Linked DNA regions of Mus musculus: all the other regions are linked to region 3. The links are chromatin contacts, called in public Hi-C and targeted proximity ligation maps. All regions are on one chromosome and are shown on one strand. The core of a region is the stretch at or near the end of the contact, and the rest is flanking DNA. Distances in the headings are between cores, read along the strand shown. Region 1 overlaps Kmt5b (lysine methyltransferase 5B). Region 2 overlaps Ppp6r3 (protein phosphatase 6, regulatory subunit 3). Region 3 overlaps Lrp5 (low density lipoprotein receptor-related protein 5).

The links. Hi-C and Micro-C count contacts between places; a contact is called where the count stands out from the background.
Region 1: a contact with region 3 is called in a targeted proximity ligation map of pancreatic cancer cells. A contact is called at or near these places in 1 of 130 datasets of targeted methods (pancreatic cancer cells) and 2 of 9 other capture datasets (adipose tissue and pancreatic islet).
Region 2: a contact with region 3 is called in a Hi-C map of liver, with 1.4 times the contacts expected there.

What each region holds. Positions count from the first base shown.
Region 1 is chr19:3,809,362-3,812,061 of GRCm38.p6, reverse strand. The region is part of intron 10 of Kmt5b (lysine methyltransferase 5B); the gene reads right to left. Among named protein-coding and RNA genes, the nearest start is that of Gm16066, 6.5 kb to the right of the region's middle.
Region 2 is chr19:3,538,371-3,541,070 of GRCm38.p6, reverse strand. The region is part of intron 2 of Ppp6r3 (protein phosphatase 6, regulatory subunit 3); the gene reads left to right. Among named protein-coding and RNA genes, the nearest start is that of Ppp6r3, 36 kb to the left of the region's middle.
Region 3 is chr19:3,667,798-3,670,497 of GRCm38.p6, reverse strand. The region is part of intron 1 of Lrp5 (low density lipoprotein receptor-related protein 5); the gene reads left to right. Among named protein-coding and RNA genes, the nearest start is that of Gm36672, 17 kb to the left of the region's middle.

The DNA.
Region 1 (2,700 bases), core at 157-2,656, 140 kb before region 3:
GGTAACTATTTTCATCTCCTCCTGGTTAAGTCTATGATCTTCTCTTCCTTCGGCCCTGGCAAGCCATTAGGCATCTGCCGGCCCAAGCCCTTTGAATATAATTTTCCAGGTGACAAGTACCTACCTGGCCACTTGCCATCAGATGCTAGCAGTTCCTATGCCTCTAGCCCTCCTGAACACTGATTGAAGCTGCTCCAGGGCTGATAGGCCTGCACTGTCGCCCAGAGCTCTGGCAGCTTCTCCCTCAGTTCTCTACCCTGTCAGTAGTATATTCCATCTATCCACTGCCCAAGCTGATCATCCCTGATTCTTCCTTCCCTAACTGCCTGCAGTTAAGTCACCGTCCCACATGGCACTACCTCCTGCCTGGCCCACGCAGGGCACTGGCCCACTCTTATCTCCCCAGAGGCAGAATGACTTGTCTCATTGTCTCATGTCCCCCTGGAAGGCAACCCTTGCAACACCCTGATGTCCTGAGAATAAAGGCTGAAACCTTCAACTAAGTCACATTCTTTCTTTTCTCCATCCGTGAAGCAGCAGCTTTCCAGATTAGGCCTTCCGACTTGTGAGCTTGGGCTCGTGAGTCCCTCTGCTATGGACACGCTTCACCTGGCTAGTTTCCTCCTTTAGAGAGCCTCTTCTAATTGGACTCTTGGCGTCAAAGGCTCTCTTTACTTAGTTCTTAATTTAGTCCGTTAGCTGAATTCCATTTTAAGTTGACTCTAAGTCCAATTTCTCCCAGACCCTCCCTTTCTTAGACTCCCTGTAGGTAGCAGTGCCAAGCACTGACCAAACTTATGTTTGTGATCTGAGCAAACTTATGTTTGTGATCTGAGCACAGACTACACTTGGCACACTGTTTCAGAAAAGATTGCCCTTGTATTTCTGTCAAAGTATTCAGAGTTTATTTGAAAAGTATCATCTCACTAAAAGTCCAGCGAAAAGGTGAGCTCACTGAAAGCAGGAAGCAGGAAAATGTGATTAAGACTCTCCAAGAGTGCCAGGGGTGAGTCACTATGCAGACACTTAAGAATACTTGTGAGAGATGGGGCTTCCATGATGCTAAGTCTAGAGGAGGAAAGCTGGTGGACACGACGAACTGTGAGTCAACCATTTCAAAGTGTATTGAGATTCAGTCAGGGCCCTGATGTCCACGGAGGCAGGAGTGCCCTAGCTGCCCTTGCTGAGGGCACTTTCTCTCTTTTGTAACGGTCAATAAATCCCAAATGCATAAGCTGGATGGTAACTTTGGGGGAGGCGGGGCATACAATTCTCCTGACAGCTACCTGCTGGATACTGCACACAAGTCACATGATGACCTAGAGTGACTCTTAACATACCTATGAAGGAACCAAGCTTCCTTAGGCAGGTGATCTATCTCCACATGCCAGCTGCTGAGAGCTGGTACTTGAGCTTGGCTGTGGCTCCAGACACTGAGTTCCTGACCACTGTTATGCTACCTACATTACAGCTTCAGTTCCAACTCACAAAGGGCACACCGTACGTATGGCCACCGACTGCGGCTGCTCCGGGATGTCACTTAACACAGTAGCATGCCGCTCTGTGTGCACCATAAAGAAGCACAACAAAAGAACACTAGTGTTGCCTTGAGCTCTTAGACTATGCTGGCAAAGCATGTGAATCAAGTCTGTACAAGGGCCATTTGTAGTTTAGAATCCAGAAAACCCTAAGCAGCACGTGAAAGTCTCCCATTTATCAGGCACAAGGATTTTTGCCTGACCGACTGGCAAAGGCCACCTGAAAAGAGTGATGGCATAGAAAGGCAGGCCGCCTGAGCAGGAGAACGAGCCAGTGAGACCTCCATGCCCAGGCAGGAGCTCCTTTAGACCGCATAAACTCTCTCTACTGGCATGTCTGTTGGGCACTGTATTGGCTTGTGTTGAGGGCAGTGCCTGTCCAGTTTTGGGTGCTACTTGAGTTTTCACATTTCAGACACCTTATCACTAACTATAGGAGACAGACAAGCCAGTAAGGTACCAAGGCCTAGAAAACCATGACCCTCCAAAGGGCACTGGAACTTAGACTGGAGGACTCATTTTGGACATGGGATGTCTTGTTGTCTTCACTCCTGGGTGCTAAAGCAGAAAGTCACCGTGGCCCTCCTGAGACCCCATCTCTCAGGCCTTGCTTAGAGAAAGAATGTCTTCCTTGGGCCTAGGTAGCAATGTTGCCGTGTACACCTGTCAAAGCAGGACTTCTACCAGCTGCCAAACTGCAAGAAAAGGCAGGGGAAAGAGAAGCGAGCAGGCCAACAGCAGGCCCTGTCCATACACGAGGCATGCCTGAAGCCCTGGGAGAAAGTTCCGATGCTTGTTGAATTATGGTCAGGATATTCTGGTAAAACCTTAACTTCTAAACACAACACTGACTAGGTAACCACACTGGCAGGCGCCTGAGTTTAGCACAATGGAAGGACAGCACTGACTTGTCGTCTAACTTCCACACATGTGCCATGGACACACTCTCCAGGGTCAAAAAAGAAAAAAAAAAACCTCACAAGATAGCTAAAGCATAGGTAAGAAAAAGGGCAAAGGACACAACAGGTGCCTGTCCTATACACTTCTAGATGTCATCTCCTGCCAGGCAAGAGTGGCAAAATGACACCCAAGCCTTGGCTCTTCCTGAGCTGTGGGCCATGCCTCCAAGTCACTGACAGTAAGCTTTGGCTTACTTTAACAT
Region 2 (2,700 bases), core at 156-2,655, 130 kb after region 3:
AGTGGTAGAATGCTTTCCTAGCATGCCAGAGATCCTAGGTTCAGTTTCTATCCTCTGAAAGCCCCACCCCCACTCCGGAGCCAAAGAAAGCTGTTTGCACATGTTATGCTGGTTTTGTGTGGATATTAGACTTTTTAGATAGTTCATTGTTTTCAGTCTTTTTATTCATTTGTTGGCTGTCATTTCCTATTTTTTAATGCCATTATATTTCACTAAAGTTACCGTAATAGAGAAAGGTTATGCAGGGTCATGGTCACTAAGCTTGTAGAGCCTTCCTATTTTCTTCCAGGGGTTCTATGACAGCCATATATATAGCTATAATTTGTACCTTGTACATCAAAACAGTTTTGATAGGCTGAGTGGCAGTCATTTAGTGTGGCCTTCTCCTAGAATGAAGCTGCCCTCGCAGAGGCTCTCCACATGCTGCAGTCTCTCCTTAGCAAGCTCTAGCTTCTGCTCTCCGTGATCTTTACTTTCTTCTTTGGTTCTTATTTATTCTTGCTCCACAGGATAGGTTTTCTGTTATACATAATAACGGAAAAGAAGTGTTTCCAAACCTACTTGTTTTGCCATTAAAGTGGTTGAGTCTTTTGTAACTTCTGGCCATTTTGGATACCAGTGTGGTTGTCAGTCTTCAGTTTCCTTCAAAGTAAGACACTGTATTTGGTGACATAATGTGATATAGTCCAGTAAGATGCCATCTGTCCAGGGTAGGTCACAGTGAGATAGTATCTATCTTCCATGGACTGGGACAGGTTTTATTTATTACATTTTTTTTCTTTTTCCAATTTTTTTATTAGGTATTTTCTTCATTTACATTTCAAATGCTATCCCGAAAGCCCCCTATATCCTCCCCCGCCCTGCTCCCCTACCCACTCATTCCTACTTCGTGGCCCTGCTGTTCCCCTGTACTGAGGCATATAAACTTTGCAAGACCAAGGGGCCTCTCTTCCCAATGGTGGCCGACCAGGCCATCTTCTACATACGCAGCTAGAGACACGAGCTCTGGGGTACTGGTTATTACCACAGCTTAAGATTATGTATTAGCTATGCTGTAGTCTAACTGAGTTGTTATAGTATAACTGAGTCACAATCAAGTACAGTTTAACCAGTTTTTCTTTCACCTTTAATATTACATTTTTTATGTGTAAGTTACACTGAAGAGGACATCAGATCCCATTACAGATGGTTGTGAGCCACCATGTGGTAGCTGGGATTTGAACTCAGGACCTTCGGAAGAGCAGTCAGTGCTCTTAACCGCTGAGCCATCTCACCAGCCCCAATATTACATTTTTTAAAGTTACATTGTTATTCACTTATTTTGTGTGCCTCTCTGTATGTGTGAGTGGGGATCAGAGGTCAACTTGTGGAAGTCATTTTGCCTGCCTATGATGTGAGTTCCAGGAATCAAAGGTTGCCAGGCTTGACAGCAAGTGCTTTTACCCCCGTGATCCTCGGGACAGGCTTTTGTGCTGTTACTGCCCTGTCTCTTGTCTGGCTGTAGGCACTTCTCTTTCCTGTTTGGCTTGTCTGTTAATACCACCATCCTGCCTTGTGGGTCAGAGGTTTGGAGAGTATTCGATGTTTTAATAGAAAGCTCTTCATTTCTTTTCCTACTTGTGTTCACCCCTATTCTGGCATGTGTAGCTTTCCTTCCCCTCAGAATAATCCATACCATTTTCGAAGGCCTTTGTTCCCTTTTTCTCTCGTATGTATGTTTCTGGGCGAGCCTTGCTCCTCGTCTGCCATTGCTCTTACATACCCCTTCCCTTCCCAGTCCGACCTCAGTTTAAAACAGAACCAAGAATCTCCTTTTCCTACTAGGAGTATCTCATTTTTCTTATACATGTGACAGTTACTTTTGAAATTGTGCAAACCAGAAACAGCTTCCCATGTCTGGTTGTGGGCTGCTTAATGATGTTTCCAACGTCCACAGACCGTGCATGTGGCAGTGGTTCCATAGAGTATGTTACCCAGTAACATCACGCCGTCTGAGTCTGTGATGTGAGAACAAAATGACAGAACTGCCTAATGTAATGCTTCTTAGACAGCTCCCATTGGAAGGGGATTCTGGCTATTCATTCAAGTTGAACATGCATATTTATGCAGGAACAAACTATAGTACTTGAACTATTTGAATTAGTTGACAAAAAGTAAGTCTGGATTTTTCTTGGTAGTAGTTAACTTTTTCCTTTTCTTTTTTCTACTCCCTAGACTTCCTTTACCCTCCTCCTTTGTTTTTGCTTTTTGTCTTTATGTCTTTCTTTTAAAGAGATGGAGTCTCTTAACATTGTCCAGGCTGGTTCCATCTTCTTGGACTTAAGTAATTCTCCTGCTTCAGCGCTAACATGCTGGACTTTGGCATGTATGTATGTGTGCATGTATTTATGTATTATATTAATTTTATTTCATGTGTTATTGTGTTGCCTGGATGTATGTACATGTCAGATGACTGAGGAGATCAGAAGAAGGCACTGGATTCCCTCAAATTTGAGTTGAGAATGGTTGTGAACCACCATGTAGGTGCTGGGAATTGAACCTGGGTTCTCTAGAAGAGCAACAAGTGTCTTAACCACTGAAGTCACCCCCCAATTATTTTATATGTATGGGTGTTTTACCTACATGTATGTTTATGAACCCCATGTATATCTGATGACTGCATAAGCCAGAACAAGGACATCACATCCTTTTGAACTATAG
Region 3 (2,700 bases), core at 23-2,522:
ATATGCGTGAGTGTTTTGACTGCATCTGTGGCTTTGCATGACTGGATCCCTTGGATGTAGAGTTACATGATTGTGAGCAGTCGTGTGGGTGCTGGCAATGGAACTCAGGTTCTCTGGAAGAGCAGCTGGTGCTCTTAACCCCTGAGCAGTCTCTCCAGAAAACACTCCCCCTGTTTTTGAGACAGGATCTTATTAGTCCACCTAGACTGTCTTGACTTGTGATCCTGCCGCCTCAGCCTCTGGAGTGCAGGGGTCGTAAGTTTGAGTCCCACACCTAGTTCTCTAATGAATCAACCTAAGTGTTGTGGAGAGACAGTCCCCTCCCCCACCAGGCACCTGAGTCCTCTGGGCTGAGTTGCCCCAGGTGGTACTTTGCAAGGTTCCTTGCCTTTATTAGGCCTCAGTCTTCTCATCTGTAGCACAGGTGACTGCAAATCCACCTCCTATGGGGACTAAGGACCATTTGGCAGATAGCAGTCTAGGAAGGCGGGCAGGCATGGGATCTGTGGGGGTCAGCAAGCCAGGACCTGCCCCAGAACAGAGCCAGACTAGAGCTTCTCTCTGGATTTCTTCAGTAGGGAGTTTGGGTTATCCTTGGGTCTCTGCACAGTCCGTGTGTCCTGGTGTCCATAACAGGCACTGTGGGAAGGGCTCCTGGGTTCTTCTGCATCCTCACCAACTTCTGGACCTGCTGCCCCTGAGGCTCCAAGACAGCTAGAGTCCAGACTCACATAGAATCCTCCAGGCACGTCTGTGCCCTGATAAGCTTGGTTGAGGCCAGAAGGCCAGGGGCTAGAATTTCATCTCTACGCCCCCAGAGATGGTTTGTGTCTTTCCCTTCATTGTTTTTGCCTGTCCATTTGGCCACATGGTGGACAGAATTGTCATTGGATCCTGAGTTGGCGCCTGTCACCATTTTGGGCGGTGGCCCCTGTGCCTTGGCACCTGGGTTCCCACTTTTTTTCCAGGAGCTGTGGCTTGTTTGAAAGCAGAAACTTGCAAGTTTGGCTCAATAAACAGACTTTGGAGAGCGATGATAAGTTTCGCGGGTTTCTGACTCGTCTCTGCACTACTTAAAGGAAACAGGCGCTGGTACAAAGGTAGGCTTGTTTCTGAAATCGGTTCTCCAGTTTCCTCTCCGAGGACAGAACAATGTGATCTTTGTGGCCACACGGGAACCACTTCCCTCTCTGGCCCGCAGGGGAGGGCCTGGGCCATCCCACCTTCTCCCACCTCCGTGGAAATGCGTCAGTGCCAGCTAGCTGGCAGGTCTGACTGACTGTTGCAGGGTTGGCAGTAGTTCTCAGGGTGTGGCACCGAGGCACCACAGCCTGACTGCAGCTCCAGTCCTGGGTCCCTAAGTTCATCCTTGCTGAATTCTTAATCTGCATCGGTCTTGGGGACACAAGGACTCTGATCTCTTCCTGACCTTGAGTGTCAGTGGCTCTTTCCCGATGCTGGGGACAGTACCCAGGGCTTCATATATGTTGAGCAGACATTGCAGTTCCAAGCCTTTGCATCTAGTGCTGGTCCTCAGTGAAAGGGGAGCCCAGGCTCAGGTCACTGTGCAGATGCACCGTATGGTGGCTGCCAGGAAAATCCCGGTGTCCACAGAGTCCACGAAGCCCGGCTGCTCAGCTTAGTTTTTTGCTAAAGATGGGTGAGGGTCCCAGGCCATATGCAGGGTAAACGTGGCACAGCAGGAGCCCTGTGCCGTTCCCAGAAGTTCTGTGTAGTTTGTGCTTGCGCTGCTTTTGATACTTAGACAGTGGTCTGATGAGAACAATTCCTGGGTGTGTGTGCTTCTTACACTAGGTGTGGTTAGTGACGATTTCCTTTGTAAATAAATGCGTCCTCCTTTGGAACACCCAGAAAACAACAGATTAAACAACTGAGGCTTGTGCTGGCCGCTGCCCAGTGGCTGAGATGGAACCACCACAACCCCAGGATGAGAGATGGGGAAACTGAAGCTCAAAGAGGTAGAGAGTGGAAGCCTATTTGCATTGTAAATGGTTTCTTTGAAATTACTTTAAGGGTCTGTGTCTCTTCTACCCCTGCAGGCACCAGGTATGTGCATTGTATATTGACATACATGTAGCCTAAACACCTGCATGTGTGTTCTCACTTTCTGTCCCCTCCTCTTGCCCCTCCCCCTCTTCCTCTCCCTCTCTCCCTCTTTCCAGATCATGAAACTCGCCAAAGGGGCCCCTGGGTTCTGCTCCTTGGTGTCTGAGACACGGTTAACGTATGTGAAACGGACCTGGGGACAGGCTGCAATGTCACAATTATCCTCTTGGGGGAGTTGTCTGATGGGCTGCTCTTCCTATATATGAACCTGAGTGGCTGTCCTGTACCTGGTAGAACAAGCCAGGAGACCTTGAGAGAAAGCTGCCGCTGTCCCAAGGAAGGACTTGCCTCCGTCAGAGTGTCCAAGCACTCAGTCCCCAGGGGCTCCGAGTGCATCTCCGTTTTGGGATTGCTGTCTTACTCTTTGCCGTGGTCGTGGGCCACTTCCGGGAGCCTGGCAGGCTGAGAGCCATGGGACCAAGATGGTGTGTAATCAGAATGCTATATTTTGTCGAAAATAAGAATGTTAGTAATGGGCTGGTTTCTGGCAAGTCAAACTGGGACTCTGAAATACATATTTTTCTCTACTCTGTCCTAAACCTTCTAATTAGTGAAAACGCACATTTGCAGACA